3 separate regions of the Zea mays genome follow, and all the other regions are linked to region 1. A link is a contact called in public Hi-C data. All regions are on one chromosome and are shown on one strand. The core of a region is the stretch at or near the end of the contact, and the rest is flanking DNA. Distances in the headings are between cores, read along the strand shown. Region 1 holds the start of LOC100384162 (putative recA DNA recombination family protein). Region 2 holds the start of LOC103650874 (structural maintenance of chromosomes protein 2-1). Region 3 holds the start of LOC103650882.

Region 1 (4,043 bases), core at 876-3,375:
TGGAAGTGAAGGTGGTTGATAGTTGCAAAGCCGCCCAGGCTGTTATAACCAACTCTGAAGAAGGGAGTCCTTGCTTCTCTTGCAACATACATGGCTATTAAGAAGCTCTCTTGATCAATCCTTTGCGGCAAACAGTCCTGGATCTTGGGAGTCAATAGCACATGGCAGTAGCCAATTGGGCTCACCTATGACACGGAAGATGACAAAAATGTTAATCAAATCATGCCGTATATCTATCAGTACAGTGTTAAGTATTTTTTTTTTTGGGGGGGAGGGGGCACTGACATTAATCAAGATGGCACTAGAAGAAGCTGAAACAGTATCAGGAACACCATCAAAATATTGTGCAGAATCTTTCTCAGTGTCATTGAATCTAAAGATCACCTCCAACGGGCTGACTTTTGTGAAATTGAACTTCTCACTAACAAATGGCTGGAGAACTTGGTTCATTGTGAACTCAGTTGGCCGCTTCTTTTGGTCACGTCCTTCAATTAATGTTGCCACAAAATTATGTACTCCAGGTAGCACCTATGGCATGATCATGCAAAATTAAGCGAGAAATGAAATCAACAAAAGACACCTGGCCATGGCCAGTTAACAGGAGAGAATCAGATCTTGAAAAAAAAAACCTTTGTTTCACAGGAACTGATGTCATGGTGAAACAAGCCCCTTGTCTTGCGATCATCCCACTGCAATGACCGTTCATGTTTATACTTCAACTAGCATTTCTTTCGATACAAATCATAATTGTAATGCAGAAATGATGTGTCTAAGACATGTAAAAGTTACAAACCTCATTAAAAAGTTTGAGTAGAAAAGGAGACAAATTTGAACCTTCGTGCTCTGTCAGGTCAAAGCTAGTGCCATCCATGGTTAGTTTTGTTGCAGCTGAAAGCATTGCCAAAATAAATATACAGGAATCAGACAGCGCCTGCAACATATGAGTTTGTGTTAGCTAAGTTCCATACAGCTCATTACTAGCATTGCGTTCAATACAAGGTCGCTATGAACGAGCATCACTTAAGAAAATGCCCAGTTGTTCATATGGAAGTGTGTAACAGTAATCCGAAAAAATAAGAAGAAAAATGTAGAAAACAGATGCATGAAGTAGACGGATCATTTCACATTTTCGACCACCAGTTTTTCTACACCACATGTTCAACTGATCCATGTGTGCTGTCTTTCCCTGACCACAAGCACAAAGACTAATGCCGGAGTTACCTAAGAAACGCCGCCGGGAGGTTCGGTTTCGGCGAGCTCTCGAAGGCGCGGGAGAAGGAGCAAACAGCGATGGAATGGGTTGGGCTAGAAGAGAAGTGACTGACATAGGATTGCCCAACTTTTATTGCGGAGGACGAAGGTTGAAATGGCCCCCAAGGGTTGGACCTCACTCAAAGAAGGTCTTCCCCCAAATGAGCAGCTGGCTTTGGTGGTTTTGCTGAGAGATTGTAGGCGGAGAAGACGGTGGATTCACGGCAACCCCACGTGGATAAGCAACGGGAAGAGAAGGGAAAGCGCCCCGGACAGGGAAATAAACGCACCTTTCCGAGCACAAAAAACAGGCGGCAATGGCGCCCAAGGATTGGAGTCTCACTCAAAGCAGGTTCCCGAACGAGGTTTCCTACTTTCCTCTGACCTCTGAGATTTCGGTTGGATTTCGGAGCGAAGACAGCAGTAGAAACTGCAAAACTGAGATGAAATGAAAGGGATAGACGAAGATGGCAGATGGGCCACGCCACGCCGATTCAGTTAACTGATGATGGGCCATGAGAGGCTTCTGCGCCAGCCCACTGGCGATAAAAGAACCGTCAAAACAAAAAATTGGATCTCGTATACGAGGACCCACTTGCAGTCAACAAAACCATTCGTGGACCACATCCACAGACTGTGGTCATGACTCATCAGTTATTCCGAGACCCTCACAAACAGACTCTGCTCATCAGGTATTTTCGGGTCTACGGTCGGTCAATCGGAGTGTACACAGCAAGCGCCGGCCCGCGGGCGCTCTCCCGAATCCCGACACCCGGAGTTGGAGTTGGAGGAGCCCGGAGAGGCGGCGGAGCGCAGCCAAAAAAAAAAAAAAAAAACCCTGAGTCCCGCAAAACCCCTAAACCCTAGCCCCTCACCTCTCGCCTCCGCCCTCATCCGCGCGACTTGCAGCGGTTGGAGGCGAAGCCGGCTCCATGACGACCCTCCTCAGGCGCGCGTCGCTGCGGCGCGTCATTGCCGCCGCCGCCGCCTCTTCTTTTCACCCTGAGGTCCAACCCTCGCTTTCTCTTCTGTATTTAAGCTTTCTTATGGCTGGGCTGGGTTGGCGACTGGCGATTCTCGGTCGAATGCTCGATGCGTTTAGTTGAGTTTTCTACTATGCTGATTGAGAGTGAGTCCTAGTTTGGTCGCGGGAGTTTGATCGTTTGTATGCATGATCACGGTCTGTGGGGCTGATCCCTCTCGATTTCAATCTCAATTAGTGACCGGGTGAACCCTTGTAGCTCCGTGTCAACGTGTTTTATGACTTTATCCCATAACTTAATTTGTAGGTTTATCTCTTGCTTTTACCTGCTTTATTGAGCGCCGCCCGAATATCACTTTCCTATTTGGAAATGTTATTTGATCTTACTGTGTGGTAGATTTCTTTTCCTATTGTGTGAAAACAAGAACAACAACGACAACAACAAATTTTTTATTCCCAAATAAGTTGGCGTATGCTGTTAAATTTCAATAAAACCCATAAATTAGAGGTAAAATTCAATATAGACTCCTATTTAAGACTATATTTTTAGTTATACTTCATCCTTTCAAGTCTTCTTTTATTGCCTCTTTCCGTAACAACTTTTCTTTCTCTTTTCTCATTGCTATCGCGCAGTGGCCGACCAGGATTAAGTGAAGCCCTGGGCCAAATCATGGTAGGGTTGTGACAAAAGTATGCTAAAAACTAATACATGGCAAATAATGTAAAGATAGATAACTTATGGAAACCGTCGTTGTGAAGCAAAATCTTTATTCTTCTTCACCAATTGTTCCTAGTCCTGTAGTCCAGGGGTAGAACCTACTGCAGAAATGGAAAGACATATCAAATATTTGGTTAGTCCTATTCTAATCGAGAAGTCATCCATGCTTGGTTAACACGGTGTCCCCTAGGCGATGCCTAGGCGCTGACTAGGTGTCCAGGTGCCCGGACTCGCCATGGTGTGTCGCCTTGCCTGAAGCCAACACGGCGGGTGCCTGGAGAGCAAGGCGTTGTGGCGAGGATCCCTAGACATCGACTGGGGTTGTCGTGCCGAATGCCTAGGTTTAGGCAGGGTGAAACAAGCAGTAGTATTTAAGACTAAAAAGTGGGCAAACAAACCGCCATTGCCAGCCAAGGAGAAATCATTGTCGCCATTGCCAGCCAAGGAGAAATCATTGTCGCCATCATCTTCACCCCCTCCTCTGCCTCTCCTTCCCTTCCCCATCAGCTACTTCGCCTCCCCTTCCCCATCAGCTACTTCGCCTACCCTTCACCATGCTCTGCTTCACTCGGCGCACCGCCCTGCTCTGCTCTGCTCCACTGCCCTGCTCTGCTCTGCCTTTGGACTTTGTCATTCTACTACCAAGTATCTTCAGTTTCGCCTTCACTCCCTTTAGTTGCCCCACACACCTCTGAGGCCACCTTCCATGTGTAGGTTGCCATCTTCTTTCACATGTTGTTTATGTATTCTTCCTTCCAAATGCCCTCTTTGATGGTCTTTTCCTTGAAGACCTCTGCTTTCTCCCCTCCACTTTCCACTACTTTGTTCTCGCAATTTTGGCTTGTTTATCTCTATGGGCCCGCACCTAGAAATAAAAGACCGTCACCACAAGCTTATGTTGAAATACAGTTCCAGGTATCAGCTTACAATCCAAGCATGGTTGTTTATCCTCTTTTCTCATGAGGACAAAGTCAATCTTACTAGTGTTGGCCACTAATATAGGTCACTAAATGGAGGTCTCTTCCTAAAGAAAGTGTTGGCTATTAACATGTCAAAGCTACCGCAAAGTCCAAGATTCCTCTTCCTCCTGAT
Region 2 (4,043 bases), core at 979-3,478, 380 kb before region 1:
ACAGTGTAGATTGTCTAGCAAAAACAAAGGCTTACACTAAAAAGTTTTCTTATAACAAAAATAATGTCTACGAAATAGTCATATTGTGTAGAATTTTTAATAATTCCTTTGGAGGACCAGAATAGCTCTTTCGGGACTCATTCTTGGTGGTTGAGTCATCATGAGCCTCTAGCTCGGCAGTAAAGTCGATCGGAGGGTTGGTCATCGTTGTCGTCACTAGCTCTGAGTTATCCCTTTGAGGATAGAGAGGCATCCTAATATGGATGTTAGACTAGGGACACTTGGAGCACCGAGGACTTAGAGCCGAGGAGGTGTTGCATCATCATCGTCATCTGAGTCATCAATTGGATCACTTTCCTCTTCATCGACCTAGGAGGGCTCAATTTCCCAGCAACAACTAGAGTCTCGAGGGCTTGTTTGATGAGCTACTTAGAGAAGTGGCTTTGTCTAGCTTCTTCGTCATCCTTGGTGGCCTAAGGCAGCTCTCGTGGAGGCCAACTAACGCGTACCCATACATAGGGTACCCTAAAATCAACATAAAAGGCACTCTTAGAGATTAAAACATCATATTGTCATGATGAACTCTGACCTAATATCTCGATCAGATGGAACCTAACCAAACCCAACCTCGGTGAGCCCTAATTCGACCCTCGACCAAAAACAAGCCAAACCAGGTGAGACACAACTAAGGGAGGTCTGACCAAAATCCCCAACCAAAGGCATATTGACCAAGAGAAACCTATTTGATATTCCCACAACCCGAATTATCGGCTAGGTCGAACGTGACCCCAAGCACGTTAGGACCAGTTGTCTAGGCGTACACTCTTGATAGAACACAATAGCTCGAGAGAAGCATGCAATTAAAGGAAGGGATGGTGCATTTTTTACTCTAAACACTTGTTGCATGCCTTTTACCCTGTCAAAGGATGACCATAAACATGTACCATACGGACAACTTCGAGCCGCTTCTGTTCGATTGCCTATCTCTTGGAAATACAAGGAAAGGTAAGGCGGACAATAATGAGCTGTACAAGGATGCTCCTCGAGGACACACAACATGATCATGTAACTAATCTATATACTATATTTAGCCTGGCGTTTTTTTGTTGTGCTAGGCATACCAAACCAAGCCAAACGACATGTTTGGACATCTAAGGATGTGTTTGGTTGCCTGGTTTTTGCGTTGTCTGAGTCAGACTTTAGGTGTGTGAGATGTGTGTTTGGTTATTTGTGGGTAGGTGTAGAGTAAGATTCGGACGATACTTACAATATTCTAGACCATACTCTAAAAATCGACTAGATTGATCACATCTAGGTTATCTCCAACCATTCCCCTTCCCAAATCCCCCATTCATACTTTCTATTTTTATTTAAATACCTCCCCTCAACTATTTAACTGGGCTATTTTATCCTCATCTCCAACCATTTCCCCTATTCAGTTCCCCTTTTATCATTTAACTGGGCTATTTTACCTTTACACTTCAGTTTTTGGAGTTTCAAAAAATACTACCGTATTTCTAGTACCATAATACACATTGTTATATGGTAATAAAACTAAAAAATGTTAATTTTACACTAAATACAATCAATTAGTGGAGAGAGGGAGATTAGAGCTCCCCCTCTCTAAGGGGAAAATGGTTGACACACCCTCTTGACTTCTCCAGGGGGCGACGACGAGGGCGCTGTTTGACGTAGGCGTGTCCCTTTTGTAAAGTCCACGGTGAAAGGGGGAGCGGGAGGGTGGCTCGTAGGAGCAAAGGGTATCTCCAGCATCTTACTTATTTTCATATTTATATTTAAACTACAATATACAAACAATGTAATTTACAGTACAAAACAATACAAATGAATAATTTTTAGAAAATATGTTGAAATCAGTCAAATACTACCTGATTGGTTGCCTGAGCATCACAGGCCAGGCTTGTGCCATCTAGGTCAGCTAGAAATGGAAGTTTTTGACATATGAGCAGATGCAGTCAAATAACCTCAAAATGATTTTTTTTTTGTATTCATTCGTGCAACCCACGCTTCAAATATAGAGACAACCAAATAAAAACCTAAATAAAGTCAATGCACGCAATGGCGCAAGATGAGAAAGTACGATTAACCAATCACGCAAAAAATGAATTATTTTGTATATACTCGTACAATTCACGATTCAAATATATAAACAACCAAATAAAGACTTAAATAAAGTCAATACATACCATGACTTAAGACCAGAAAGCACGACTAAATAATCGGACGAATAGCTACTAGGCTCCGGTCAGAGGGACACGAGAATAGCTCGTCAATTCGTCATCGCTCGATGCTCGATGCCTCGATCTCGGCCACTCGGCTGCTCTCCACACACGGCCGGGTGACAAGTGACGCTCCCCTCCATCGCTTCCACTTCGAAACATTTCGAATTCCTCAACCCCCGAAAGGGCGAAAACCCCAACGCCTCCAAAAGTTTCCCGCCCGAGCCCCTCGAACCCTAGTACCATCACCGACTGGCGACGCCTCGCCGGCGGCCGGCGAGATGCACATCAAGGAGGTAACTCTCGAGGGGTTCAAGTCGTACGCGGGACGGACTGTGGTGCCGGGGTTCGACCCGCTGTTCAACGCCATCACCGGGCTCAACGGTTCCGGCAAGTCCAACATCCTCGACTCCATCTGCTTCGTGCTCGGCATCACAGATCTCCGTCAGGTACGCGCTGCCTCGCTCCAGGAGCTCGTCTACAAGCAAGGCCAGGCCGGGGTCACCAAGGCTACCGTGTCCATCGTCTTCGACAATTCCGACCGCTCCCGCTCCCCGCTCGGCTACGAGGACTCCCCGGAGATCACTGTCACGCGCCAGGTTACACATCCCTTCGCCGTCTTCATTACTTCAAGCGGCCTTCTGAAGCGTACCCTTGCTACTGCATGTTTGAGTTCCTTTTGTGTGCGTGTGTGTGTGTGTGTGTGTGTGTGTGGGGGGGGGGGGGGGGGGGGGGGGGTAGGTGATTTGGGGTTTGCGCCACGATTTTGATTTGCATATCCTCAATTTCGGCGCTGATGTGTCAAGTTGGATTAAGATGCTGCCCTGCGAACTCCGAAGAGGAGCTGCTGCATGAGGTGGTTTCAGGTAAAAGGAGATGGTGACTTGCGATGTCTGGAGCTGGAATTTTGAGGAGGTTGTGTGATTTCATCCTTCACGTCTAAGTTGTTGAATACTTGAATTTCTTGATGCCAGGGTTCAATTGTTTGTATGTTTTTTGGTTTTTGTGAACTGGAATCGTTTTGTATTTTTTGTACACTGAAGCGTTGGAGATGGCGATTCTGAGTTTGAATTTTGATATGAAGTACCTTTTGTCTCGTTGCTAAAAACTGTAGCTAACTGAGGTTTAGTGTCTGTTAAATATGTTGTTCCAAGTGCTCAACTGGATGTGTTCATGGAAGTCTGTAATTACTAATCTGCTATGCGTGCTGAATTAAATCTGTGTCTAGCTTGTTGTTTTTCAGTTTTTCAGTCAAACACCTAGTTGATGTGTATGAATCTGGGGTTCTTTTAAAATCTGTACTAGATGACCTACTTTTAATCAGGGATTGCAAATTGCTATGAATGTTGATGTGAAATGTGCCTAGAGGATTTTTAGTCAAATATACACTGTTTTTTTTTGCTAATCTGTGTGTACCTGACTCATTTTAAGTCAAACATTTAGTTGATGTATATGAAACTGGAGTTCTGTTAATGGGTGTTCTAACAACTGATTATTTTTTCTTAAGAGTAATCAGGAACTACAAAGTTGCTTATAATGGTACTGGATTTGTTCATATTTTGTTGATGCTCAATCTAGCGGACACATTTTTTTAGTCAAACAATTCATTGTAAATATAAGATGTTTTGGCTTTTCTAGACACACCACTTTTGTTATGTATCTAGATATAGTGTATATCTAAGTGCATAGCAAAAACTACGTACTAAAAAAACCAAACTTCGTATAATTTAAAATGGAGGGATTACTTTGCTTCTCAATGGTGTGTGTCGACGTTTTGTGCCTAGTGATTCATGATATTATTCA
Region 3 (4,043 bases), core at 618-3,117, 300 kb after region 1:
TGGAACCGTGGAAACTCGTGCTTTATATAGTAGAGATAGAGAAAAAGCATACAAAACAGAAGAAAGGGTAAAAGAAAAGTGAATTCGTTTAATAACAAATCCTGTGAAATGCACTATAGCAGATAGAATCCTAAAGAAACCAAAATAATTCCAGGATTATGAGGAAGATATATATCACTGTATAAGTCTCAACAAACATCTCATCCAACCCAAACCCCCAAAAATAGTTTATGTCATCTTGCATGTACCTGAAAAGCACTGTGTTGGAGACCCTCCAGCCAAGACATCCCTTAAGATGATACACATCAAATAAATTGCCAACACAAATTGTAGCACTGTAATGATCATTCCAAATCTTGTCCACCAAAGCCATCTCTTGTATCGTAGCTGTTCACATAAAGCTTCTGATACTATTACAATAATGGATATGCTCATATGCATTATGTTAACATATAAAATGCTAAAAGGCGACTCTTGTCTGTTGGACAAAGTAAAGCAATTGCTCCATGCTGGTGAAGGCAAAACTACCAAAAAGAAATCTCAACGGCATTGCTTACAGCAAGTTCAGAACACGCTTTTGAGCGAAAAAAGGGAGCAGTTGAGAATACCATTCTCATTTTTTTATGACTGATAATCTTCCATGAATCATGATAGAGACAGATGTAAGATTCAGATATGGTAATGCTGCAAGCTGTGCACGAGGAATGTATGAACACAGCCCTGGCTCCCAGTCTACATAATGAACTAATTAAGCCTCAAGCTGGGAAAAGTAACCCAGACACCGCTGCCATCTTGCTACACTCATAAGGCCATGACACTCCTCAGGGCAGAAGGCCAGAAGCCAAGAGGATTCTGCTGACAAGAACCACTTCCGTATTGCAAGCACCTAGCGCCACAGACATCTCAGGGACCTAAGGGCAACCGCAGTGGTACACACTCAGCTCTCTAATCTCTATAAGGAATGCATGCCAGCATCTATCCTATGTGGCAACAAATTAAATAAAGAGAGTGCTGCTATCTATGAACCTGGAGTAAAGTCTATACGCAGAAACCGATGTAGTGCAGGGAGTGTATTAAGTATTAAAAATAGCTATAGATATCTACTATAAATACACCATTGCAAAGATTTACTATAGTAGTATAGTATATAGATGATATTGATGTTGCTATAGAAGGTGTTCTATCTACGCTATTGCGGCTGCCTTAATGTCCAAAACAACCAAGCGCACCACACGATTCCCACCTCTGCCATCCCACATTACCTCGAGGTGTGGTCTGAAAACCCAATTTGCAAGGTCGAGGAGAACTTGCGTCCTATCCGGTCATTCATGCCGCTGCTACCATTACCCCGAGCTTCAGAGACATTACTACTCTACCACGCTATTTTTGAACAATTAATTACTTCGCATTTTAGGGATCAATATTAATACGCAATTTGAGGTGGATTAAATAGAACACCAGAGTGCATTGATCTCTCGAGCTTGAAGCTTACCCGAGAGAGTTGGCGAAGGTCGCGCTCGCTGTCGACGTGGGCCCCGATAGCACCGGCGGCGATAGCGGAGGCGGCAGCGCCCTGCGCGAATCCCGCCACCGCGGAAGCAAGGAGCCTAGCTGCCAACGCGGCGGACGCGGCGGCGGCGGCCGGGCCTATGGCGCCCCCGCCGCAGCGGCCGAACGCGACGGCCGCGACGGCGGCGCCCGTGGAGGCGGCGATGGCGTTGAGCAGCACCGCGCAAGCGGTGGACCACCGGACGGTAGACAGCACGCCGGCGGCCATGCCGCTGCTGCTGCGAGGCAGAGAGGGCGGAAGCGGGCAGGTGGCTAGCGGAGGCGACGAGGCGGGGGCGCACGAGGCCGGCACTGTGGCCGGGCACGAGATGCCACGGGTACCGCTGGGTTTGTTATGAGGGGGGAGAGGTGGGGCCCGGCGTCAGTGGGAGTGTGACCTGTACTGCGATTTAGTTGGCAGTTGAGCTGCTCGGTTTCGCTGCGCGCAGCGCGCTGTCTTCGAAATTCTGGTTGCGCGTGCGATTGTGCGAAGCCAAAAGCAAATTACTCCGGCTACAGTACTAGTACGCGCTAGTTCAGCGGGCCCGAACAGATCATCTCTGGCTTTAGGTCCACTGGTCAGCTACGAATCGGTAATTAGTTTTGTGTTAGTGTTAAGCCTCGGTTTGTACTAGTGTGCTAGAAAGGTCTGTTGACGCGGACCCCACACGTCATTTTGTGTGGACTGTGGACCAGGGTGTGGTTGGCATGTGCACATCGCGTAACTGCCTAGGACGAGGTCATTGCGGTAGGTGTCACTAGTCAACGTTAAGGGTCCACTCCCACTTGGCGAACACTGTTGGGATCCAGAATTTAATAAAGCTCTCATCGATTTTAATAGAATAAAAGTAAGATTTAAAATATAATATTTGAATAATAGAATTGAGTCTAAAGAGAGAACATATAGATGCCCGAGTAATATCTTCATTTATAGTAGCTCTAATTCTAGTGGTAGAACTTTTAAAAGAAATCATATATTAAAGAAATAAAATGGACTAATAAGGTAGTACTAAGCAAATAATAAAAACAAGTATTTTATCAATACCACTAGCGAGAGATAATTTAATCTTGTGCGTTCTCATATCTTGAAAATCCCTTGATATCTTATCATCTTCAATGGTTACTAGGTGAGTGTCCGTGCGTTGCAACGGAAACATATAATATCATGATAACTTATGAACAAATGTGTGGCCAAAAAAGGGGATTTCATTAATAACAATACCATAAGCCTGGTATAGAAGTTTTGACAGTTAAGAAATCTTTGTACCACCACAAACATGCTAAACAAACCACACATCAAAGAATCGATCAATTCATATGAAAAATGGTAGTAATGTAAAGCTGGTACGAGCACAAACATATTGCTTTTTCTAAACGTCACAAGTATTGATCAAGATAAGTCTAGGAATAATATGTGGTTTAATAGGTTACTACAACTAACCATAAAACTCAATATTAACCATGCATCCAAACACTTGCCCAAAGTTTCACGGTTGCGGCCTTTCGAAAGAATCTACAGCCTCCAGCGAGCGCACAGCAGCATCATACCCGTACGGGTACCTCTAAACTGTTGTCTGCACTCAAGACTCACAACAGCAAATTCAGGATTAGTTGGCCACTGAATTCATGGGCATTCTGGGGAGAGTATGCAAAATTCACGGAGGCAAAGATGACAGAAAAACAATCGACATATACTCGTGTCATCAATACTCAAAATAATCTGATCCCATCGTAGTCGTGAACACAGTTCCAAACCAGAGGTCTCCAGCGAAGTTTACAAAAGGAAGTCAAACATCCCATTTCCTAAGGGCATAGGGATTGTTTGGATGCACGTGTATATATTTCAATTCAATCCATATAGGGTTGGAGTAGTTTGGTGTGGATTCAAACCACTCAACCCTGTGCGTTGAGGTGAAGAGATGAGCATCCAAACAACCGTCTAAGAGAAGAAGAAAAAAAAACCACGCACAAATTCACCAATGAAGCAAAAAACCATACAGCCTCTCCAAGGCATCCACCGTATATGGATACAGTCGCAGGTGCAGTCAGCCAATCCTCTTGATGATGCGCACCCCGCTCTCTGTATCAACCACGTCGTTGATCTCCCCGACCTTCAGAGCAAATGCGGCCTTCTCAAAAGGCTTCTGCATCTTACCCCTCCCAAATGAACCTGCAACAAATAACCATAAACTTAATCGTCATCGGTCGTGGATTTTAAATGTTTAGAAAATGATATATGAATCTGAACAAGGTTGGATGCGCCCCAAGCTGCCTCCGTCGGGATGAGATAAGGCGAAGAGAGGAAAGGTTGTCTGCACAGCAGCAGTTGCAACGTTGACCCCACCCCCGCGACGACGCCCTCCGTTCACATGTTAGAGTGAATGTCGCAGACGTCCGTGTTGAGTCCGGGCTCGAGGGCACGCGACCACGGTGACCTGCTACTCTGTGTCATCCTGTCGCCCACCTGCTAAGTCTGGGCTTGTGGCCGCGTGCCC

What was found. A called contact is a pair of places that touch in the nucleus more often than the background predicts.
Region 2: a Hi-C map of tassel shows a contact between it and region 1, with 1.5 times the contacts expected there. The contact joins the promoter of LOC103650874 here to the promoter of LOC100384162 in region 1. A contact is called at or near these places in 4 of 25 Hi-C or Micro-C datasets (bundle sheath, ear, endosperm and 1 more).
Region 3: a contact with region 1 is called in a Hi-C map of leaf, with 5 times the contacts expected there. The contact joins the promoter of LOC103650882 here to the promoter of LOC100384162 in region 1. A contact is called at or near these places in 3 of 25 Hi-C or Micro-C datasets (ear, endosperm and leaf).

What each region holds. Positions count from the first base shown.
Region 1 is chr3:171,053,230-171,057,272 of Zm-B73-REFERENCE-NAM-5.0, forward strand. It overlaps LOC100384162 (putative recA DNA recombination family protein), which reads left to right and starts at 2,126. Exons shown (of 8, transcript NM_001176740.1): 1 at 2,126-2,258. The coding sequence starts at 2,184. LOC100272546 reads right to left here and starts at 1,478. Exons shown (of 7, transcript NM_001147014.1): 1 at 1,222-1,478; 2 at 794-931; 3 at 630-689; 4 at 286-528; 5 at 1-185. The coding sequence starts at 898.
Region 2 is chr3:170,669,926-170,673,968 of Zm-B73-REFERENCE-NAM-5.0, forward strand. It overlaps LOC103650874 (structural maintenance of chromosomes protein 2-1), which reads left to right and starts at 2,229. Exons shown (of 20, transcript XM_008676465.3): 1 at 2,229-2,839. The coding sequence starts at 2,309.
Region 3 is chr3:171,357,409-171,361,451 of Zm-B73-REFERENCE-NAM-5.0, forward strand. LOC103650882 reads right to left here and starts at 1,868. Exons shown (of 13, transcript XM_008676473.3): 1 at 1,493-1,868; 2 at 249-387. The coding sequence starts at 1,777.